Regions from separate parts of the Sus scrofa genome. Here all the other regions are linked to region 1. The links are chromatin contacts, called in public HiChIP or PLAC-seq maps. All regions are on one chromosome and are shown on one strand. Each heading gives the region's core, a stretch centred on a gene start, on an enhancer-like site or on the middle of the called end of the contact. The rest is flanking DNA. Distances are from core to core; before and after follow the strand shown.

The links. HiChIP or PLAC-seq counts read pairs in DNA pulled down with a chosen protein or histone mark.
Region 2: an H3K27ac HiChIP or PLAC-seq map of alveolar macrophages shows a contact between it and region 1. The contact joins two enhancer-like sites. A contact is called at or near these places in 1 of 5 promoter capture datasets (fetal skeletal muscle), 1 of 47 Hi-C or Micro-C datasets (fetal skeletal muscle) and 2 of 2 datasets of contacts at active chromatin or transcription factors (alveolar macrophages and skeletal muscle).
Region 3: a contact with region 1 is called in an H3K27ac HiChIP or PLAC-seq map of alveolar macrophages. The contact joins two enhancer-like sites. A contact is called at or near these places in 2 of 2 datasets of contacts at active chromatin or transcription factors (alveolar macrophages and skeletal muscle).

Annotation. Positions count from the first base shown.
Region 1 is chr1:167,536,843-167,540,607 of Sscrofa11.1, forward strand. LOC100626276 (a long non-coding RNA gene) reads left to right here. Exons shown (of 3, transcript XR_131319.4): 3 at 1-3,765. Among named protein-coding and RNA genes, the nearest start is that of RPLP1, 240 kb to the left of the region's middle. Within about 2 kb of position 2,034, at least 22 of the 83 cell types and tissues checked have an H3K27ac peak or open chromatin away from gene starts, as enhancers often do. A contact at or near this core is called in alveolar macrophages, where this site is marked.
Region 2 is chr1:167,299,365-167,303,129 of Sscrofa11.1, forward strand. No RefSeq gene overlaps it. Among named protein-coding and RNA genes, the nearest start is that of RPLP1, 5.2 kb to the left of the region's middle. Within about 2 kb of position 2,032, at least 21 of the 83 cell types and tissues checked have an H3K27ac peak or open chromatin away from gene starts, as enhancers often do. A contact at or near this core is called in alveolar macrophages, where this site is marked.
Region 3 is chr1:167,404,719-167,408,483 of Sscrofa11.1, forward strand. No RefSeq gene overlaps it. Among named protein-coding and RNA genes, the nearest start is that of RPLP1, 110 kb to the left of the region's middle. Within about 2 kb of position 1,878, at least 9 of the 83 cell types and tissues checked have an H3K27ac peak or open chromatin away from gene starts, as enhancers often do. A contact at or near this core is called in alveolar macrophages, where this site is marked.

The DNA.
Region 1 (3,765 bases), core at 784-3,283:
ATTGGGTTAACTCTTTGAATCAAATGAGAGCAGGCTTTACAATTCAGATTCCTAGGCCCCCCACTTTGGGCCCATTGTTGCACATTCCAGAGGTGGCCTGGGGACTTTGGACTATTAGCACATGTCCCAGATGTCTCTGGAGGAGGACGCTCCAAGGAGCGGAGAATGTGGCCTCTTGAGGCTCTGATGTTCAGGGGATGGCAGCAGCGTCAAGGGAGCCCGTCTCCTTCTCTGGGCTGGGCTGTGGTGGGACAGAGAAGGGTGGTGGTGAGGATCATTATCTTGTCTGCAAGGACGCGGCAGGATGTGGTTGACCCGAACTTCCCGCGAAGGGGGGCGGGGACCAGAGAACATGGGGAGAGATTCGTAGCCCGGATGGCAGCTCAGCCCGAAGGCCGAGACTGTGCTCAGTGGGGAGTGGGAAGTGAGGGCCTGGCCCCACCTCCTCGCTCTGACCTTGGCAGGTCATCTCGCACCTCCCAGAGCCTCAGTCTCCTCATGTGTAGAGTGGGGATGCTGATGGGTCATTGCGAGGACACCATAAGGAATGGTGACGATGACAAAATTTCTCTCTCAATTAATGCCAGGGAAATTCTCTTTCCTTGGGATGAGCATCCCCGTGAAAAGGGCCAAGGCCAAGGCCAGGAACCTGCTTCACAGGGTGCATTTTATTGATGACTCACTGCTTTGCCGTGGAGTGAGTGAGACCCTTGGCTTTACTGGCTTCGCTTTGCTTGACTGTTTAATGGGTTGCTTCCCCTGGCCCTCTCAGGATTCTTAAAGGCTGGATGAGACTCTGAATTTGGAAGTGCCCTTGTGTGGTCAGGGACTATGGCAAACATGTCCCATACCATCTTTGTTAGGCAGGGAAGTGTCTGACTTTCATAATGTCCTTGTTTTCCATTTGTCCTTTTTTAGACAAAGGAAGTAAAAAAGGATACACCCTGAAAGACTTTGTCAAATACCTTCTTCTCCCTTAGATTTGTTTTCCTTGGAGTTTAGCAGCTGATTAAGAAATGGCCACTGGATATCAACAGTGTGTGTAGCCTGGTGCCAGGTGTGGGAAGGGGGGTCCCTAACCATGAGAAGCTCACACCTAGTTTGGAAGGTAACACATGTGAAACAGCAATGTAACGATGCCAGTGGTGGTGATGATGCTGGAAATGCTGGGTACTGATCACGCCTCACACACACAAACCATCGTACAGTTATATAAGCAGCCTTATGACCATCCTCTTACTTCATATTCAAAACTATCCCCCAAAAGCCCCCAATTTCAAGGATGAACAAATGGAGAGTCATGACTTCTCTGAGATCAGATAAGAACAGAGCTGAGGTGGATTCACCAGTGCCATTGTCCCAAGACACCCCAGCTTTCTTCCTTGAAATTGCAACAAAGCATTGCAAAATGCATACCGTCATTAGAGAGTTACATGAGTCATCGCCATATGGGAAGTGAATGTGAAAAGGCAGGTCAGGAGATGGGGGGGGGGGGGGCGCAGTGATCAGAAGAGGCTCCGAGGAGAAAGGAGCAACTGAGTGGAGCCCAGGAGGCTGTGTGGTATTTGGATGGGATCTGGAGATGGGATCGCCACAAGCGGTGGAGATGGGAGTCTGAGTGGCACTCTGGGCAGGAGGAAACATGTAGGTATGAAAGGAAGCGAGTGCAAGGTGTGTCAGGAAACACCAGACCCTCATTTGACCAGAATGGGGGTGCATACATTAGACCTGCTCGAGAAAAGGAGGCATTGGGGATGGTTTCCCTTCTTTTGCCATAGGTGGGAGGGTCCCACCATCTTCCCTTTGACATCATTGTCCCTTTCAACCCCAAGTCCGTTTATAATCAAATCAAAGAGTAATCAAAGCAAAGGACTGTTTGCAGTCTTAGCCGAAAGACGCAGCCTGCCACTTCCGACTTTCGTTTAAAAGTGTCAGAGAGCTGCTGAAACAGGAACAGCACTGAGGCAGCGAGAGCAGCCCTGACTCACCAGGAGCACATCAAAGAAATAGCAGTGATAAGGGGCTGGCTGTAATGGTGCGTGTGAGCAAAGTTTTCCTGACACCCCTTGAGGCCTGGAAGGGCCCTTCTGGGCAGCCTCATTGTGGAAAGCAGCATGCGGTTTTCAGAATCTGGATGACTCACCACATGGGCAGGGTTTGGGGACAGAGAGGTAGTCGTGGTCTGCTGGGATGCTCGACCCAGAGCCCAGGCCTGGGGCCCTGGCTCACTGCACATGTCAGGTCTCCAGTGAGGTGAGATTCACCGGTCCAACCAAGCATCCATCCGTGTGTCCATCCATCCAACCATCTGTCTATTTAACAAATTATTCCAAGCACCCACTTTCTGCAGCCCCTCTGCGAAGTGCAAAATGATGTCGTGGTGACCAAAAGACACAGGCCCTGGCCTCATGGGGCAGTCTAGTGAGGGAGAGAAGGGTTGAAGAAATGATGACATGGGTAACTGAGTCACTGCTGCAATACGAGCTAGGAAGGGAAATACAGGGACTCTGAGGGTGGATGTGTAATAGGAGAGCTGACCTGGTCTGGGAAACCGGCTGATGAGCAGGGGCAGATGCTAAAAATGGATGAGACAGACGAGTAACTGTGCAATCGGTGTCTTAGCACCATCTCCCCCATCATCAGGGACAGTAAGAGCATAGAACTCACCCTTGTTCTTTCAAACTCCTTCACCCCTCCCCTCCCCCTTTTTTTCTACACACACACACAGCCTATGATGAGTTAATGGAAAAATCATGTGCTTTTGGTTCTCACAGACTTGGGTTTAAATCCCACATTCTCAATGTACTATCTCTGTGGCTTTGAATAAACCAAACGGGATCTGTTTTTGCTGTGTCCCCTAAGTTTTGGCATATTGTGTTCTTGTCTCATTTGTCTCTAAACATTTTCTAATTTCCCTGGTGACGTCTTCTTTGATCCATTGGTTGTTTGGAGTGTGTTTGTTTGATTCCCACAAGTTTGCGAATTTTCCAGTTTTCCTCCTGTTGTTAATTTTTAACAAAATCTTGTTGTGAAGATACTTTGTATAATATTTTTATAAATCTGTGGAGACTTAATTTGTGGCCTAACACATGGTCTTATCCTGGAAGATGTCTCATGTGCACTTAAGAACACATATTCTGTTGTTATGTCAGATGTAAAGCATTCTGTGTACATTGTTAGATCCAGCTGGTTTCATGTGTTGTTCGAGTCCTCTGTTTCCTCACCTCCTTCTGACAATTTTACCCATTACAGAAGATGAAGAATTCATAGCTCCTGTCATGATTATAGACCTGTCCATTTCTCCCTTCAGTTCTGTCCATGTTTGCCTCATGTATTTTGATGGCCTGTTATTAGGTGCGTAAATGTTTGTAATTGTCATAGCTTCATGCTGTATTCAATCTTTTATTAATAGAGGCACTCCCACTCTCTTCTGGTTTCTAGTTGCATGATCTATTTTTTCTATCCTTTCACTTTCAAACTATCTGTGTCTGAATATAAAGCGAGTCTTTTGTAACTAGTATATGTTGGGTCATGGTTTTTAATCCATTCTGCCAATCTCTCCGTTTTCATTGTTGAGTTTAATTTGCTTACATTTAATGATATCACTAATAATAAGGCTTACTCCTATCATTTTGCTTTTGTTTTCTACATGCTTTACAGGTTTTGTGTCCCTCATTTCCTACATTACTGTCTTTTCTGTTTAGTTGGGGATTTTCTGTAGTGAAATGTTTTAATTCCCTTCTCATTTCCTTTTATATATATGCT
Region 2 (3,765 bases), core at 782-3,281, 240 kb before region 1:
CTTTAAAAGCACCTTTTGGGAAAGAGAAAAACTAATTGAAGTGAAAGAATTTTTTTTTTTTCCTGTCTTTTTAGGGTTGCACCCGCGTCATATGGAGATTCCCAGGCTAGGGGTCCAATCAGAGCCACACCTGCCAGCCTACACCACAGGCATAGCAACACGGGATCTGAGCGCATCTGCAGCCCACACCACAGCTCACAGCAATGCTAGATCCTTAACCCACTGGGCTAGGCCAGGGATCAAACCCGTGTCCTCATGGATGATAGTCAGGCTCACTAACCACTGAGCCACAAAGGGAACTTCGAATTAAAAGTATTTATGTGATAAGACAACTGGATAAATTGCTACAAATTCAAATAGAATGTGTCAAATTCTTTTTTTTTTTCTCTCCTATAACTTGAAGGAGCATATACAGTAAAATTCTGAGGGAACAGTGTGAGCTAGGTAACTATTGGTTTGATTGGATGGCACTTTATAGTTTAAAAATAACATTCACAGATTCTTCCATTCTGAACTTGACACGTCAGGAGAACTTAAGTAGCCCTGTTCTATATCAAGACCCAGTTCCTGGTAGAGTTTGGGTGCCTTGTCAAGTTCACACAGCTAGGGCAGGGCCTGCCACCTCAGCTGTCTCAGTCCAGCATTTCTTTTACCAAACCTGGTATCTCTTCCACACACATGCTTTTATTTTTCTTCTCTGTCACTTTGCAAGCCATTTCTCAGTTCCTTTTCTTTGCAATCAAGCCTGGGCACTAGCTAGAGATAGACAAGGGCTGCCTTTAAGAGAAGATTGATGTTTTTAGTTCTGGAACAGCCAGGAGATGCCCGTTCAAGTCAGAACAAACGCTACACAGCATACATCATGGTAACTGGACTGTTGACATCAAATTCAACAATCTGGAACCCTAAAGTCAGGACACAGGGTCAGGGACCATCACACATATTTTCACAGGATTGCTCAAATAGTTACGGTCTTCCCAAGAATCCTCCAAGTTCTACTCAATTTAACTTACTGACACTTCCAGTCCTCTTATTTGTATACTTTGAGAGTTATTTTGATGTCCAATTAAAGTAAGAAGTGTGTCTTTCACCTTCCAGATCTTTGCACTCACTATCCCCACCTATCCCTGGGCCATTGACTACTTAACCCAGTTAATTCTACTTATTACACCACAGGAAGCCCACCCCAGGCTATACATATTAAATCTCTGCCCAAGTTCTCTGAATACCACTGCAAAGTAAACGTGTAATTGTGAATTTCTGGTAGTTTGTTCAACTGTCTTCCTCCCTCCACACAGTGAGTTGGGGGATCGGGCTGTCTGTGTTGCTCATCTGCATCTCCAGTACTTAAGGCAACACTTGGCTCTTGTTGGCATTTACTATTTGTCAGAGCCCAACCGTCTTTTACACAGGAGGAACGGGAGAAGGACCTTGTTCAGCAGCAGTGACTGGCAGGACCACAACTGGAACCCAGGTCTGGACCAGCAACTATCTACTGCAGCAGGCCTGCCCCCACTGCCAGCCCCTTTTAATCAATTCACACTTGGTATGCACCTTCCCGGTGGCCAGGTGCTGGTGTAGGTGTTCGGGCCTTGAGTTGGGAACCCACGGACAGAACAGAAGTGCAGACGCAGTTCTGAGGTTTACACATTATGTAATCCTAAACCCGCAAGGCTCAGCTTTGGGGACCCAAGGCTAGGGTCGGACCCCAGGTGGATGCCCGAGCCAGGCCTTATTGATGAACACTGAATTCTTAGCAGATGGAGTAGCCGAAGCAATGCATGGCGCCCCCTGACCCGCCCCTCTTCCTGGGCACGGTGACCTGTCTCGTCCATATTCCCTACGATGAGGAAGGCTATGCAGGAAAGCTCGCAACTGAGTCCAGGCGTCCGGGTGGAAGTGGTCTCAGTTCGCTTGAACCTTACACACCGAGAAAACACCGCTCTCCACCTGGCACTGACGCCTATACTTCAGACGCCCGCGCTCAAGTACTTATAGTCCACGTCTCGCCAATCAACGTCCAGGGCTGGGAGGAAGGGGCGGAACCTGGAGGCGGGGCTAGAAGCCGAGTGTGGCCGAATGAAGCCGAACTTCTCAATTGCACTGAGGCCTATTGATCGCTAGGGGCGCAAGAGCCTGCTTAGCGGCTGTTGCGCATGCCCATTATCACCGGTCCCTCTAGTAAAAAGTTTTAAAATCAGGTTTGGTGGCGGTTTCGAGGTGGCCTGCCCTGGTTAGTGGATCAAGGGAGTTAATCTGTTGTGAAACCTCTAGATCAGGAGATTCCTGCACATTCACTACCCAACAGAAATGGGATGGAGCATATTTGTAAATTGGGACTAATAAGCCCATTCCTGCCACAAGGAGTTTTGTTTTGGGTTTTTTTTTTTTTTGGCCCACACTGGGGGCATACAGAAATTTTCGGGGCCAGGGATCTAATTTGAACTCAACTGTGGGTCTAGGCTCCTTAACCCGCAGCGCAACAATAGATTTTGGCATTTGGGCATTACTCCTTAAGATCAGGAGAGTTAGTTCCCTGTTCTTTTACTCTAGGTAAACAGATCCTGTTTCCAGGACCCTGGTTTCCACAAAACGTTAAACACAGTGAAAGAAGCGAGAAGATTTGCTCTCTCTCTCTCTTTTTTTTTTTTTTCCAGGGCATATGGAAGTTCCCAGGCTAGCGGCCAAATCAGAGCTGCAGCCACCAGCTTAGGCCACAGGCACATCAATGCCAGATCCCAGCCGAGTCTACCACCTACACCACAGCTCATGGCAAAACACAATCTTAATCCGCTGAGCGGGGCCAGGGATCGAACCCACATCCTCATGGATACTCATGGTTACCGCTGTGCCACAAGGGGAACTCCTGCTCTACTTTTGACTGGTCATTAGCTGCGTTACCTGGGAAGCAGTTAAACAAAACACAAAAACTGAATGAAACAAACAACTAAACAGTTTCCCCAGTTCTCCTGAGGAGTCTGATGATTAGGGGTGGGAACTCCTGCATGAGAGCAAACCCAGCTGCTCACACAGTGCCTGACATTTAGAAGGTGCCTAATAAGCATTGTTTGAAAGAATGACCGAATAACTCCGTAATCAATAATTTAGATATTGAAGGAAGATTTAACAATTGAATTACAACCATGTTGCCAACACTTGGAAAATGGACCATTGCTCTGAGTGACAATTACTACAACTTCTTAAGGAGTGTAATTGGGTTTTGTCTCTCAGAATTAAAAGTGTCCTTACCTTCTACCCAGAAATTTCATTTATTAAGAATCCATTCAAAAACATATATACAATTTTACTGAGGTATTATTTATAAGCAGGAGAAAAAAGTGCTTGAGAAGAGGCTTTCATGTAGCCCTTAACAGGACTGCCATTGAAAGATATTTAGGATTTTTGTTAAGTGGAAAAGGCAAGTTGAGGCCAGTATGCATAATATGACCCTAGAAGATTCACATGCCTCTGTTTATACGTGTAAAGAAAACTTCTGGAAAGATTCAAAAGCAACGCAGTAATTACTTCTGAGAGGAGAGACTGGACAGGGTGGGAGAGAGATTTTTTCCATTTCATTTTATCCTTTTCCATATTGTTTACATTTTAAAAAACCACAACCATGCATTACTTTTAATAGCTCTTAAGTCTGGTTTAGTAATGATATTGTGGTCTTGGGCACTGGTTAGTGGATTAAGGCAACTAATCTACTGTGAAACCTCTATGTCAGAAGCATCCCAGCACTTTCATTAACCAATAGGAATGGAA
Region 3 (3,765 bases), core at 628-3,127, 130 kb before region 1:
TACTGCTGAAAATGACCGGAGGATTCTGGTAACAAGAGTTGTCATTCAAGATAGGCTTTGACTCATTTCTCTCACAAAGAAGGAAATGGAAAATCAGCCATAGAGAGCAGATTCCATATCTAGATGCTCTTGAGTGCTGTCTCTCCTCCTTCCCTTCTACCAAAAATATTTCCTCCTTTTGTCTTACTGCCTTACCTTTCACTGTTGGAGATTTATTCCTTTGGTGGTTCAGGCCCCAAGAGTTCTCCATTACAAAATTTCCCAAGAGAGACTACATGTAAGTCTGGGCTGTGATCCAGCTCAGGCAATGGGGACCTGTGATTGTTTCCCCTGGGTGCCTGAGGGGACAAAAGGGGTAAGTAGAAAAGGAGGATGGGGACAGAGATTGTTGGCCCATTTTACAGATGAGGAAACTGATACTTAGAGAAATAAATAAAGCAAACAATTAGTAGTCTGAGGGAGTAGAAGGCCAAACCTCACTTCCTCACCCCAAATTGTGTGTCTTCTTCAGAATCATTCAAAGGCAACTCCAAGCGACTTGTTTCAGAGAAAACAAGCATCCACTGTCTTCTCCCTTCTTACTTCCAGGGAAACCTACGGTGTGCAGGCAGCATGTGGCCCCTTCTCAAGTGGGTCCATTCATAAGCTGGAGGGTAACTATGACTCGTGTCCCTGGCCCTAAACAATAGGACTGTCAGTCAGGTCTTCTCTCTCTCTATCTTTTTCTCTGGAATTTGAACTGAGACCTGAGGGACATTGCAACTGGTATCATGCTGGAGCTCAGAAGTCCATTGGACTCAAGAGTGGGGTACCCATTCCAGGGCTGCAGACCCCTCAACATTCTGAGTGAGAAGTAACCCGGGGAGCCAGCCAGACAGGAAAGAAAGGAGCAGAGGCACAAAGAACCATGGGGAGTGATACTCAAGGGACAGTCCCAGTCTGTCTGAGCAGGGAAGACGCCCCACTTCTGGGGCAGGGACCTGTAAAATGTCTGCCTCTGGGGTGTCAGGATAACTGTAGAGCAGCCTCTGCTGAGACATGTGGCCCATTTATCCTCTTTCTAACTGGGTGTATATTGACATGATCTTACACTTAGTCTATTGCTGAATACTGAGTTGGGTGGAGGTGGGTTTATTCATTTGAGGCCATTGGTCTCTGGATTAAGAGGATCCCTCTCTGTGAGAAAGGGATTACTGCATCTTATTGGGGACCTCAACACCTCACCCTGAGGTCCTGCACCTTTGCTGATACCATGCTGGGTGGGGGTACTTTGTGGCTGTGTTCCTTGGGGAGGGGTGAGTGTATTTTGCTTGTAGGAGGGAGAATGAGCTGAAAATGTTTGATGAGCAAACTAACCACTAGTCATCACGCATCTGAATACTTCCAGCCCCTGGGCTTCCAGGCACCTGGTAGGATGGCACCTCCAGGGCCCTGGTGTGGGATGGGGCCATGAAACCTAATCTGAGTTGTGAGTAGACATTTCAAAGGTCTAAGGAAGCCCTTCTTTCTATGTAGCCAGCAACTTCCAAGATGGTGGTTGTGCCCTCCATCCAGATCCCAGAGAGAGGAAACAGGGAGTACCGCCCCCAGATAATCCAGGTCCCAGGAATAGAAATTGTTACAAACTTTCACTTGGGGGTTGTTTGTTACCACGACACACCCTGGTGTGTTCTGACTGATACACTACCCTTCTTAAGCCTTGAGCACAGGGTTTTCTTGGCTCTTTTCGGAAAGTAGATAGGGGGGCTGCAAAGAGCTAGGGCAACCCTAGGGACTGGTGACATTCCGTGAGCATCCCCTGCCAGCCTCAGTGCCATCCCTCAGGCTGTGGGACAGGAGTGCTGAACAGCAGAGGGCGCCAGAGGCCTGTGTCTGCTCTCCCCATCGTGGTGCCATCATGGTGCTGCCTCTAGAGGAGGGTGGCACTCAGGCCTTAGACAGGGAGTGATTGCAGGTCCTACCTCTCTTTAATGTCACTAGTTGTGGGCAGGAATTTGCGTGATGCAGCCTCACCCCTCGGGTTTCAGAGAACACCGGGTGTCTGGGAGGCGAGGGGCCCCACTGTGGCTTCTAAAGAGCAGGCCTTCCCCTCGCTCTTCCTCTCTTGGCCTGACTCTGCTTTTCTTGTCAGATGTCAGACCTGGAGTGAGGCTGGAAGTGGCAGCTGGGAGCCAGGATGGAGCATGGGGCACTGCTTACACATAGCCAGCCTTCCCCGAGGCTTCTGCTCTCAATGCCTCAAGTCTCCCCATTAGACTTTTGTCCCTCTAGCACACAACACAACTTTCATTGTGTTCAAGTGCAGCCTGTTTCTCTTTTTGGCAGGAGGGTGCAGTAGAGTTTGGGGGGGTGCAGGGCTAGACTGACAGCATGGTGTGCAGGAGGTTCTAGGCGCTTGATCAGCACAAAGAGCTTTGTCCCTGGGGGGTGGGCAGCCATGTGACACCTCTATGTCCCTTCCCCTGCCTGGGCCTCAGTTTCCTTGGCTATAAAAAGGGGCCTGGGGCCAGGAAGCTATGCCTCTGCAAGCAAGTTTTGCTCTTCAGGAGTGAGGAGGTAGCCCAGCCCCAGGGAGGGGGTGGCAGGGAGGGGAGGGAGGGGCTACCAGGAGGGGAAAGGGTACAGGCTAGGGAGAACTTGGGCCACTGGGAGTCACTAGCTGGATGTGACATATGACAGGAGTGTCTGGATTGCCTGTGTCCATGTGCTTTTCTTTGGTGTTGGCGTGCGTTTCAGTATTTACACTGATCCAGATCTATAAAGGCTGAGGTCAGGGCAATCACTGCACCTAAACTTGGCTGGCCCAAAGTCAAACAGAAGGAGTTGCACCTGAGTCCCCCGCCCTCCCCACCTGCCACCCTTGGGCGCTGGTCCCAGCCTCCTGAGTCTCTTGGCGCTCCTTCCCTCCTACTTGGGCAGGGGTCTGGTCTGGTCTCTGGAGCCCTAGTCGGGCCTGTCTTCCAAAAGGCCAAGCAGATGGACCCTTCAGGCCTGGGGTGTGGTGGGGACTGTCCGTCTTCTTTTTCTTTCTTTCTTTTTTTTTTTTTTTTTTTGGTCTTTTTGCCTTTTCTAGGGCTGCTCCTGCGACACATGGAGGTTCCCAGGCTAGGGGTCAAATTGGAGCTGTAGCCACTGGCCTATGCCTGAGCCACAGCAGCTTGGGATCCGAGCTGCATCTGTGACCTACACCATATCTCATGGCAATGCCAGATCCTTAACCCACTGAATGAGGCCAGGGATTGGACCCACAACCTCACGATTCCTAGTCAGATTCGTTAACCACTGCACCACGACAGGAACTCCAATGTCTTCTGCTATGAATGCCTTCGTTGCCCCTTTCCCCACCCTCACCTGCCAGGCAGGCTCCCTGGTAATGAAGAAGGCACCAAGCTTTTGCCAGCAAGAGCCCTGGCGCATGGCATTGGCGCCTTCTGGATGGGGTTCCCCTGGAGCAGCAGTGTCACCTTCATCCATTCCACCTTCCTTTGGCTGAGACCCTGGAGAGCTGGGGTGAGGCACAGAGGCAGGTGGCTTCCTAAGGCTTCCTCAGCTTTTCCCAGGGGCCCGCGCCTCTGAGCTCCAGAGGGAATCAGGCCCGGCAGAGCTAACTGTCGGTCATTCCCAGGTGTCGCAGGAGCGTGTGGGCTGGTTCCAGCTCGTTGTAAACTGCTCAGGGCCTGGCAGAGAGGGGTGGCTGTTTTACCTCCTCCTGACTTGGGGCTGTCACCCTCTGGCCCTGTGGCTGCCTCTGGGTCCCGTCCAGTC